Linked DNA regions of Bombyx mori: region 2 is linked to region 1. The links are chromatin contacts, called in public Hi-C maps. All regions are on one chromosome and are shown on one strand. Each heading gives the region's core, a stretch centred on a gene start, on an enhancer-like site or on the middle of the called end of the contact. The rest is flanking DNA. Distances are from core to core; before and after follow the strand shown.

The links. Hi-C and Micro-C count contacts between places; a contact is called where the count stands out from the background.
Region 2: a contact with region 1 is called in a Hi-C map of whole pupa, with 2.2 times the contacts expected there. The contact joins two enhancer-like sites. A contact is called at or near these places in 3 of 7 Hi-C or Micro-C datasets (middle silk gland, posterior silk gland and whole pupa).

Annotation. Positions count from the first base shown.
Region 1 is chr8:11,927,516-11,933,877 of ASM3026992v2, forward strand. LOC101740804 (protein flightless-1) reads left to right here. Exons shown (of 23, transcript XM_038012422.2): 7 at 175-416; 8 at 1,270-1,426; 9 at 2,355-2,487; 10 at 2,952-3,065; 11 at 4,361-4,543; 12 at 5,974-6,107. Among protein-coding and RNA genes, the nearest start is that of LOC101740804, 7.3 kb to the left of the region's middle. Within about 2 kb of position 1,371, at least 2 of the 8 cell types and tissues checked have open chromatin away from gene starts, as enhancers often do.
Region 2 is chr8:12,020,492-12,026,945 of ASM3026992v2, forward strand. LOC101741177 (huntingtin-interacting protein 1) reads left to right here. Exons shown (of 24, transcript XM_012695512.4): 20 at 538-764; 21 at 1,541-1,782; 22 at 2,408-2,637; 23 at 4,377-4,534; 24 at 6,074-6,454. The coding sequence ends at 6,103. Among protein-coding and RNA genes, the nearest start is that of LOC119628803, 5.6 kb to the right of the region's middle. Within about 2 kb of position 4,485, at least 1 of the 8 cell types and tissues checked has open chromatin away from gene starts, as enhancers often do.

The DNA.
Region 1 (6,362 bases), core at 121-2,620:
TTAATACTCTCCACAAGCCTCGTTTGAAGAAGGACATGTCATTTATACGGCATTGTTTCTAGTTTACAAATAAAATATACGAAAACCGCTCAACATTTGTAAATTTAAAATCAAAGATGTCCACCATTTTATTTTTCATGTTTATAAATACATTGTTTGTCTTTTCAACGACAGATGTGGCGCGCTAAAAAAGTTGAATCTGAGTTGCAATAAGCTGATCACTCTCCCCGACGCCGTTCACCTTCTAAGCGATCTGGAAAGTCTTCAGCTTCACGGAAACCCTGATCTCGTAATGCCTCCGAAGCCCGTCGAAAGACCAAGGGGAGCTGGCTTGCAGTATTACAACATTGACTTCTCGTTGCAAGCTCAGCTTCAACTGGCCGGGGCTGCGTCAGCTGAAAGCACAACAACCAGCAGTAAGAAATCATCCGTGTAATTTAATAAGTCAAAAGCCAACTATACCTAAGAAATAAAGCTCTTGCTTAAACAAAACTGCTTCAAATTTATATTAGTATTAATTTTGGTTGAAAGTATAAACAAACAAATTAATTACCGTTCTTGCCTGTTTTTTTTTTATAAATTGCCGTATAGGCAGACTAGCATACGGCCCACCTGATGGTGAGTGGTTACCGTCGCTCATGGACGTCAGCAATGCCAGGGGCAAAGCCAAGCCGCTGCTTACCGTGCTTGTCTTTAGTGGTTGGTTTGGTCATTGTCTTAAAATCTCAATTGTACTGTATGAACCTTCATAAGTATTAACTAATGTTTCAACTCGAAATACATTTTTTATCAATCGATATACGATAATCGATTTACGAAACAAAGCAACCAATTTAGCGGTAGCTATCATAGAATGACATATGGGTCGTCGGTTTACCGAGTAATTTAAACCGCTTCGATCGAAAATGTACCTTTTCTCGGAATAAATAGTATATTATATCTTTAACGCATTGACTGCCGTGTAGGTCACCGGTGCCTTACGCGGCGCACTGAAGTAATTCTATCGATTTCGATCTTTTAACTAATGCGCCGGAATATCTAATAGACTTCGGGAAAGACGAATTCGCAGATACTGAGAGTGAATCTATTTCTAAAAGACCGAAAAAGACATAGACATAGCAAACAAAAGAAGGCAAAGTTAGGCCTTAACAGAAATCAACATGATAACTTTAGTGCGCAGCGTAGGGCGCCGGTGATCTACATGGCAGTCAACGTGTTTAACTATAATGAGTAATAGCTACCTATCACGAACGTGTAATGTCGACACAGGCGTTAAGTCGGATCCGATAGCTCGCAAGCTCCGCCTACGTCGCGGCCGGCCCGAGCCCGAGCAGAAGGACTCGGCGCTGATCCTGCGCGGCATGCAGGAGCAAGCCAACACGCAGCACGGCGACAACGTGCTCGACCAACGACACAGCGAACTCAAGTCAGTACGACCTGTGTGCTTAGTGCGAGTTTCCTAACGTTCTCGATAACGTAAAAGTTAAGGCAATTTTGTATGCAATTGGAACAGCGCCCCTAGCGGCAAACGTACGCAAACGATCCCATTCCATACAAATATGAGCTAACTTTCACGCTATCGAGAACGTTAAAAAACTCGCACTAAGCACACTGATCTAATTTAGTCTAAAAATACATCTATTATCATCTAACATGTCTTTTTTTTGCTTAGATGTATGGAGCTCACAGCCCAGCTGATGTTAAGTGGTTACTGGAGCCCATAGACATTACAACGGCTGCCCCACCCTTCCAACACATTACTGCTTCATGGCAGAAATAGGCAGGGTGGTGGTACCTACTCGTGCGGACTCACAAGAGGTCCTACCACGAGTAACCATGTCTGTTCGAATCCCGCAGGCAAGTACCAATTTTTTTGATAAAATACGTACTTAACTCATGTTCACGATTGATTTCCACGATCAACGAATTACAAGGTGTAATAAAAAACCCGCAAAAAATTTAATTGGCATTTTTATCCCTTCCTAAGCTGATAGCCGTTAGAGGGCTATGCCAACTAAAAGAGTAGGTGAGCTCACGGGGCTCTAACTTGAGGACGCTGCTAACACTAGCCCTAGCAAGAGCAGTGCTTCGCAGAAAGTACCACCGGAGCGGAAACGCAACTGAAAAGATCCGGCGACAAACTCAGTGGGCTGTGTCTGTTGGTTAATTTACTCGCCGAACTCTTTGTCGCAAGCGACGGGTGGCGTGTTTAGGGCGACTGTTTACCATTCGATCCGCAGGGTCGAATATGATTTTTGCCTAATTACTAACAGTAATTATGACAGTAGTGGGGAGAGCGATAGTTGCGTGTGCAAACGATTGCTTTATTGAATATGTGTGCATTTGGTTTGTAGACCAAAACGCTGGGACGAAAGCTTAGAGAAGCCCCCGCTAGACTATTCGGAGTTCTTCGACGAAGACACGGGTCAAACTCCTGGACTACAGGTGTGGGAGATCGAGAACTTCATACCGGCTCCTGTTGATGAGGTTTGAAGTTATTCAATTTGATACTCGTTTTAATCAATAATCTCCCGCAAATCTCGTTTAAATATATATTAAATACCCAAATGCTGGACAAAGAAATCTGTCTTCGCACGAATGTTTGCTTGATTATCGAATCGATGACCTTCGGCCCAGCAGCCAGGGGCGCTAATGTCTGTGTGTGTTAGTTAAAAAAATAATGAACACAGTGCCTCCTGTTATTATATGGGATCAATGGAAATAATGAAAATATTTAAAAAATAATAATATTTCCGTTGAAAAAGTAATCGATTTTCCTCTTTTTTGTATTACAAATGATTCCTTAAAATTTAAATTTCGTAAATCCTAAAACAATAATTATTTTTCCTAAATTTTCACGGCCAATATTACTATTAGTTTTTCGGACAGATCGTGTTAAAAGTCCTTCGTATACAAATTTATATACTGAACACCTGCACACACATGCACAGGTCGCTCACGGGAAATTCTTCGAAGGTGATTGCTACATCGTGCTGAAGACAGCCGTGGAAGAGCAAGGACAGCTGTCATGGGACATACACTTTTGGATCGGATCCAAAGCTACTGTAAGTGGAATTCATTCAATGATTATGAAGTTTCATTAATGCTGTACTATTTTGTTGTATTGGCCTGTCAATAGCCGAGGCTAAAAAGACCGCTGCGGACAGGCAGACGTGGCGAAGCATAGTGCAACGAGTGATTGACGCTTCAAGCTAGACACGACCTCTTTTTCCCTACCTAAGCTCGTAATACCTTTTTTTTTTTTTTTCTCTGGCCGAGGGCCGAACCTCCTACGAGGTCCCCGCGCCTGGGGGCGTGTATGTGACGCGGGGTATGTGAGACTCAACGATCTGCAGGTGTTGAGAGCAGATCGCGGGCCCAAGGATTTTAGGGCCCACCCACTAAACGACTCCCCTGCACTCTTACACCCGACGTCCGATCTCCGTCCGGGGTCAGAACCCGTTCAGAGTAGGGGGGTTCCCGCGGTCAACACTACAACCAGACACGCGGCGCCACCCCGAGGACGCCCGACCGACGGGTCGTCGAGGCGATAGTCGACGACCAACGACGTCAGTCTCCGCGGTACGGCGGCGCCGCTGGTGTTCCGGGATACCCGGCTGGGCCAGAACCAGCCTGCCGGGTCGGAACGCGATACATCCCGACCGGGTTGCTCTTCAACAGTATGTTCGGCGACGACAGCGACGACGAAAATGCGGACCGCATCGCAGTCCGCAGCCGCCGAAGCGCCGTCCCGTCCTCCTGGTGCCAGCGCGCTAGAGTGACGGTAGCGTGCGGCGCAGTCTCAACCCCCTTAGGTCGCCCCGTGACCATCACCGGGAGGAGACTCCCTCCTCATAAGCTCGTAATACCTAAGCTAAGGGTTCTCGTGTCGTGCCGCTTTATCGAAGTGGGGACCTTCAGCAATGAGCGATTCGGAAGATTTTGTACTTTGTCATCAATGTAAAGCGTACGTTGTTAGCGGACTTTTTGGCGGGAACGCGAGGATTGAAGTTGTGTGATTTGTTTTATTTTGTCTATTTAGTGTTTCTTCAGGTTTAAATGTGTAATAATGGTGGTTTCATAACTGCTTAGTATCTGTAAAAGTGCACAAATGTGGGAAAATTAAACAAAGCCGCTGAACGTAACTTCTCGGGATCCTCCAAAAAGTCCACTGAGAAAGTCTCAGTAAATTACCACCATTTATTGAGATTATATTTCATACTATATCATCTCATTTCATTTCATTTCACTTCATGTTATTATTTTTCATAAAAATAAGATTATAAATTAAAATTAGGCTTGACCTAAAGGTCTTAGTTACCAGGTCATAAAATCCCTTTAAAAAAAACCTTGTTCGCAGTTAGACAAGGGGGCCTGCGCCGCAATGCACGCCGTTAACCTACGCAACCTGCTGGGAGCCAAGCGCACGCGGCGCCACGAGCAGGGCGACGAGAGCCCCGAGTTCATGGCGCTGTTCCCCACCCCGCCGGTCTACATCCAGGGCAGCCACACTCCGTCAGGGTTCTTCACGGTCGACGACCCGGTAACTGATCTAAAATAACATGTTTGGTAGGCAGTGAGCTGACTGTGCCCCTGGCATTGCTGGTGTCCATGGGCGATGGTAACCCTATACCATGATGGGCCCTGATGCTCGTCAGTCTACAGGAGCAATAAAACACATTTCTACTATTTGTAACTGGGTTGGGCTGGCAGTACCTGCACTTTGGACTCGCTGTTTGATCACAACCCTATTTTGATTTAGTCGATTTTAGAGACTTAATGAAATCCAATTTTTGGATTGTAATGCTTAATAGATATCTGCTCGATCATTTCTAGGATGAAGATTTCTTTTAAAATTAATATTTAAAAAAAAAATTTATGTATATACATACGTAAATTACTTTAAAATAAAAGGCACATACTAACGTTATTTGTATACAAGCTGCGAACAACAACGTACGGATAGTCGGTCTATCGAGCAGACGCCTTCCTGAAAGGTATTTATTCTGTAGCCTCCTATTTGTATTTCAATAAAAAAGTCGAAATCAAACAGATCCCAAGAAAGAGACTACCACATTTATAATAAAATTTATAATAATTATTACTTTACATATAACCAACGGACGCGACAGACGTCGTGTACCACATGCCTTCAATACCAAAATCTAAACTATTCTCGAATTCACTAGAACACAAAATCACAGTCTACTGAGTTTCTCGCCCTATCTTTTCACTGGGACGCGATTCGGATCCGGTGGTAGATTTTGCTAAGCACTGCTCTTGCTAGGGCTAGGGTTAGGACTAGGATTAAACTTGCTAAGGAATAGTCCCTTCACCTGCCAGCGAATAGGTAGAGAAAGAAAATTAACAACAAAAGTTTCGTCAAGATCAGTCTAACCATTTACGGTACAGTCACATAGAATTATACACATAATATGTATATTAAGACAATAACATTGTATAAATGTTTAAGTTACATTGCGCGCAGTTTAGAATTACGATTGTATTTATGAGTTAGTTGTTACTCAGTACTCGGACAGTGTGCTTAGTGCGAGCTTTTTAACGTTCTCGATAGCGTAAAAGTTAGCTCATATTTGTATGGAAAGGGATCGTTTGCCTACGTTTGCCGCTAGGGGCGCTGTTCCAACTGCATACAAAATCGGGCTAACTTCTACGCTATCGAGAACGTTAAAAAACTCGCACTAAGCACACAAGATGTATTGGTGGTAGGACCTCTTGTGAGTCCGCGCGGGTAGGTATCACCGCCCTGCCTATTTCTGCCGTGAAGCAGTAATGCGTTTCGGTTTGAAGGGTAGGGCAGCTGTTGTAACTATACTGAGATCTTAGAACTTATATCTCAAGCTGGGTGGCGCATTTACGTTGTAGATGTCTATGGTCTCCAGTAACCACTTAACACCGGGTGGGCTTAACTCGTCCACACATCTAAGCAATATAAAAAAAATAATTGTGCAGCACTACGTAACGCGCTTGTACCGAGTCCACGGCGCCGGCAACAGCATCCACCTGGAGCCGGTCGCGGTGCGCGCCGCCTCGCTCGACCCGAGATACGTCTTCGTGCTCGACACCGGACTCATAATTTATCTCTGGTAAGGAAACTTGCACAGAACGGGACTTTTTGGCGGGAACGCGAGGAGTGAAGTTGTGTGATTTGTTTTATTTTGTCCATTTTTTTATTTTATTTTTATTGCCTTTGTAGGCAGACGAGCATACGGCCCACCTGATGGTGAGTGGTTACCGTCGCCCATGGACTTCAGCAATGCCAAGGGCAAAGCCAAGCCGCTGCCTACCACTGCTATTTAGTGTGTCTTCAGGTTTAAATGTGTAATAACGGTGGTTTATTA
Region 2 (6,454 bases), core at 3,235-5,734, 96 kb after region 1:
CGTAGAACTTATATCTCGAGGTGGTTGGCGCATTTACGTTGTAGATGTCTATGGACTCCAGTAACCACTTAACACCAAGTGGGCTGTGAGCTCGTCCAACCATCTAAGCAATAAAAAAAAGCTACTTCAATTCTAAAGATACGATATACATATCTGTGACAAAGACACTTGCTGCGTTAGGAAATAAAATTCGGACCATATTATAGTAATCACAGTCGGAGGCAAAATATTTTATGATAATATAAATTAGTTTTAGTAATATTAATCTTACTGGTGGTAGGACCTCTTCTAAGACTACACGGGTAGGTAGCACCACCCTGGCTTCAATTTCAGCCGTCAAGCAGTAATGCGTTTCGGTCTGAAGGGTGGGGCAACCGTTGTAACTAAACTGAGACCTTAGAACTTATATCTCCAGGTGGGTTTGCGGCATTACGTTGTAGATGTATGGGCTTCGGGAACCACTTAACACCAAGTGGGCTGCGAGCTCGTCCACCCATTTAAGCAATAAAAAAAGTTTGTCGTTTGTTTGTATGACAGAACTACAGAACGAATGCCGCGCCATGCTGAGCTCGACGAGGGAGTGCCTGGAGGCGGTGCGGGGCGGGCGCGCGGCGGGCACGCGCTGCGGGGAGGCGCGCGCCCGCGTGCTCGGCGCCGCGCACGCCGCCGCCGCCGCACTGCGACCCGACGGCGCCGCGCGGACCGTCGACGACGAGCTCGACGACATGGACGCCGCCATAGAGCACGCCGCCTCGCAGATAGAGGTCAGTCGGCGTACTGCACTCTTGAGAGGCATACGTTTCTCACGTAATGTCTAACTTCAGTCATTACTCTAGGGTACACGTGTTTTTTTTTATTGCTCAGGTGGGTGGATGAGCGGTTACCGGAGCCCATAGACATCTACAACGCCACCACTTTGAGATGTAAGTTCTAAGGTCTCAGTGTAGTTACAACGGCTGCCCCGCGCTTCAAACCGAAACGCATTACTGCTTCACGGCAGAAATATGCATGATGGTGGTACCTACCCGCGCGGACTCACAAGAGGTCCTACCACCAGTGTACCTTGAACTGGTTCATCAATCTATGTAAGAGAAAAAAATGTTACGAAATATTCAGACAGAATAGAAGAGGATGTGATTTGTAAATGCAAATGGAGTACAAACTGAAAAAGTGAAAATCTGTTGCACTAAAAGCACTTCAAAACGTGATAATAATTGCTCTGAACTTGTCAATTATAGGAATAATTAAGTATTCCGAGTAAAAATAAAGTACACAGCAGCTACCTAAAGCTAAATAAATATTTTCAATTTAATTAATAAAAACAATTGACCCTTTCCCCCCACCCTTAGTGGTAGCTGTTATCTTAAGTTCGCTTTTATTATTTTCGTAAAGTAAAATCTTTTGACCTGTGTGTAGGTGCAACTTAATATAAGCACAAAAAAACTATGTTAATGAATTTGATGGTATATTAAAAACGTGTATATATTATTATATTAGTAGATTTATTTGAAAGTATCCTAATTGTATACCCTATGTACAGGAAATGTTAGCGGCCAGTAGAGCTGGCGACTCCGGGGTGAAGTTAGAAGTCAACGGTAAGATCCTGGACGCTTGCACCACCCTGATGGCCGCGGTGAAGGTTCTCGTCCAAGACGCCAGACAGCTGCAAAACGAACTCGGCGATCAGCACTCCCGGCAGAAGATGTACCGGAAGAACCCGCAGTGGTCCGAAGGATTGATATCCGCGGCGAAGGCCGTAGTCTTCGCTGCCAAGCTACTCGTGTAAGAATCTTAGACATTGTAGCAAATTTATATAATAATCATGACTAATTTTAATCACATTTTATTCCTGAAAACCCTTAAATTTTTCAACAACACTATATTATCTTACACTAGCTGACCCGGCAAACATTGTTTTGACATATTCTATAAGATTTCTGGGGAATTTCTAGTGTAGAAAAAAAATTAACTTATTGTAAGTGTGTAAGGATGTGGTAAATGAGTAAAAGAGGCATGTAGCGCTGTGAAAGATGAGGAAATATAAAAATAACAAAACCTCATTCAACCACATACCTAATACCAGATTATAATAAAAAAATGTCCAAAAAATCAAAAAATTAATGTTAGGGGTGGACAAACCTTATTACTTAGGGGTATGAAAAATAGATAAAAAGGAATCCGTCTGACGGGGGACACATCAAAGGAAAAACAAAATTGATATTTTTATTTAATTGCCAGAATTTTCATATTTATCCACCTTTTAAACCTCTGGACTTCCACGAATAATATAGATAGATAATAAGTGTCATCGATTATTAAGCAAACGACGGACCATCCCAAGCGATGTCTGATTTCGCTTCTCTTTGTGAGTTCTCACTGGCACTACGTTCAAGTTGTTCCACAACAGATCGTCAGCGGACGAGGCGGTGGGCGGCAGCGGGCGCATGGAGGGCGTGTCGGCGGCGGCGCACGAGGTGGCGGGCAGCACCGCGCAGCTCGTGGCGGCCTCCCGCGCGCGCGCCCCCCCGCAGACCCCCGCCCTCACCCGCCTCACGCAGGCGTCGCGCGGGGTCGCCGCCGCCACCGGCGCGCTGGTGGGCGCCGTGCGGGCCGCCTCCGCGCGACTCAACGAACAGGGTAAGCGATAGACATGTGTAAGTAATGCGAGTGATATTACTCCGGTAATATTACTCTACGATGTAATGCAACATCACACATTACGCGAAGGAAACAAACATCACACTATCACCCACAGAACACTATTACTTCTAGCGAAGCTATCACCCAACATGTTTCTTTCTTTGTCGTGTAATGTTGCTGTTGCTTGATACACGAACGGAACCGAGCGAGCGAGACAGACCGATCTACGCAAAATAAATGAGCAAGCGACACGGAATTATTCCTAGTGATTTTGAACCGTATGCCCTGGCCGCTAGGTACATTTTTATACCTATGGTACGTCTGAATTTTAATATAGGTATTTGTGTTTATATTTTTCATGCGGCCAGCCGGTAGCTCCCCGCAAGTAGTTACTTAATTTTTTATTCGCAACTTTTGTAAAATCGCTAGTCGCTCGTAATTGTTTAGTAATATTTCATATAAATTTTTGTGTTTGAATTACTTAAGCACTTGTTTGAAGATAGTTTTATTATTTGTTTTAATGCGTGTTTAATAAGTGAAAGAAAGAATGGCGTCTAAATGAAAGTACTGTCCTCTTTGGATGCATTTTGAGGAGACCGCGCCGAAACAATGCGTCTACTGCTCTCGTATATTAACATTATCGTCGAGCTCAATTTGCAGTCTAAGTCGCCATATGAAATCCGTTCATCCCACAATAAATTATATTAAGTAAAAAATAAAATTATTATATTATTAAATAAGTCAATCTCTGTCAAGTAATATAACAGTGTATTATAATACAAAGTATGAACACATCACTTAAGTAATGATTCGGGTGTATAGATACAATGTATTCATCACAGTATCTATTGAACGCACCGAGTAATGTTAAGAGTGATGTGTAATGTTTTCGAGTAATATCACCTGTCTGTAAAAGTGATGTCATATCACATTACATTGAGAAGTGATGTTTTGCGCAAGTCTAGTAAGCGACTTTTTTTGTTTTCCTACCTATTCTAGTAACCTCGAGGGGGGGTTATTCTAGATTCACCGAACTAGTAAGTTTGGAGGCTTAAACGACGGAGGGAAGATTTCCACCGAGCGGGTGATATTTGACGGTCCGAATGTTGTTGTTCGGATCTTGTATATATGCAAGCTTATCTTGAAAATGTAAGCGAGATTCAGGCATCTGTCAATTATCTTGCGTTGTATGATGGCTACCCGCCACAGTAGGTGAGTTCACAAGGCTCAAACCGGGAGTGTTGCTAACACTGGCCCTAGCAAGAGCAGTGCTTCGCAGAATCTACCACGGGATCGGAAACGCGACCCACTGAGAAGATCCAGCGAGAAACTCAGTGGGCTGTGTCTATGGGTTAATTTACTCGACGAGCCCTTCGTCGCAAGCGACGGGTTCGACGAGGACGGTGGCCGGGGTAAGCGACCACTGTGACACTCCTACTTAGGATGCGTTCCACTAAGCGTTCACAACAAGAGGTTAGGTTATAATCTGTAAATCTTGAAAATAGACTTAACTAATTATTGTTTAACCGATATATGTATATTGAAAAAAATTATAATAATTTTTTTTTATTTAATATTAGTGATGTGATTGCGGGCGCTTAGTGGAACGCACCCTTATATACGCGACCTACTCAACGAACATAGCTTCTGTTTATTACAATATAGATTTTTTTTAAAAATACAAAAAGTTTCCTACTAATATTTCTCTCATATGAGTATTGTTACCATCGAAACAGAAGCTCTAGACACGTCGGCACTAACGCTGACGGCGACGCGTATCCTGGAGATGGAGAGCAAGGTGCGGTCGCTGGAGCTGGAGAGCGCGCTGGACGCGGAGCGGGCTCGCCTCGCCGCGCTGCGGAAGCGACACTACCTGCTCGCGCAACAAGAAGAGGTAACTGTACCTATATATGTTCATACGTGAAGCAAAAACTTTGGACCCCTTTTTGCGTTTCGATTTGAAGGGTGAGGCAGCCGTTGTAACTATACTTGAGACCTTAGAACTTATATCTCAAGGTGGGTGGCGCATTTACGTCGTGGATGTCTATGGGCTCCAGCAACCACTTAACACCAAGTGGGCTGTGAGCTCGTCCACCCATATAAGCAATAAATACAAATAAAAAGATTACACAGACGGAGGAGTATGAAATTTCCCTCACCTATACTAAATATAGAGGAGTGCAGAATGTTAATTTTTTTTTAATTATGCTTAAAAATACATTAAATCAGTATAAAAAAACATTACCTCTACCATGTATTTGACACAGACATTCATGCATGCATTTGTTATCAAATTTTTCTTATTGCTTAAAATCTGTGGTTAAATTGAGAATAGATTAAATAAATACTGTTTTTCTTTATTAATATTTGACTAAAGTGTAGTCTTGGCGATCTCTGTGATTAAAGAAGTATAATAATCTTTAACAATGGTATGTAATAGTGTACAAACTTATGATTTCAATTAATTATAGTCGAATTTTGACTACCAGGGGACGACTAGTATATTACCTAATTCGCCATCATTAAGAAAAAATTTAATAACGAATTTATTGAAGCGTTCCTTACGTTGTTGGTAAATGCCTAAAATCTTTTCAAAGTGCCAACAATCGCACGAAATATCATCACGAAAAGAGTAAATGATACACGAAATACGATTGTTTGTCGAAAACATTTAGCGCCATCTACTGTACGTTGATCGTACTAAAAAAATGTTTTGAAGTTTTAACGGAATGGAACAAACGCCGCTTATCTTAGCCGAAAGCCGGAGCTGATCGTTAGTCAAATGTTAATGTTAATAATGTTATTAATTACACGGTATAATGATGCTTAGCTTGACGTGATTTATTCGTATTGCTAGAATGTATTTATTAGATTTTTAAATCAAAAAAATTATAGTAGTAGTTAGAATGGAATTTTTGTTCAGTTTAATTAAGATATACTGCAACGTAATGTCTACATTGTGTTATCACAAATTCGGTTGCCTGTTCGAAATCTTGACAATACTGATTTTCAAGCACCTACGAACATTAATATTATAGTTTTCTATAAAAAATATTTAACAATAGATTAACATAGATATAAAATTTGATATATGTGAAGCGTAATACTGAAGTCCAACATACATATCCAATTTTTTTATTATTTTTTTATTTCCTACATGTGTGGACGAGCTCACAGCCCACCTGGTGTTAAGTGGTTACTGGAACCCATAGACATCTACAACGTAAATGCGCCACACACCTTGAGATATAAGTTCTAAGGTCTCAGTGTAGTTACAATGGCTGCCCCACCCTTCAAACCGAAACGCATTACTGCTTCACGGCAGAAATAGGCGAGCCGGTGGTACATACCCGTGTGGACTCACAAGAGGTCCTGCCACCAGTAACTTTAGAAAGCTTCTAACCTTAAATTAATATTTGTTATATTCTTTCAGAATGGAAGCATAACCAACGGGAAGGAGTGATTTCATTAGGAATATATTTTGAGGAAACACCAATTATGCAAAAACAATATCGATACAGACTGAAATATTTTATAAAACATTTTTGTATGAAGCCACAAAATTGACATCAAATTGAATATGAATTAAAATTGATCCAAGTAACAAAACTTTTAGTAATTTTTTATAGACGATTGTATGTCATTGTAATCGACAATATTTTAGTATCTAGAGAGAGTTTTTATTTTATACTAATTTAATCTTTTGTATAGTCTATGTATATGTTCTACAAATATTAGGATATTGAAGAATTTTGGAAAGTGTTGTTAAGAATAACAAATATCTGACAATTTCGCAGCAAAAATAGGCAGATAA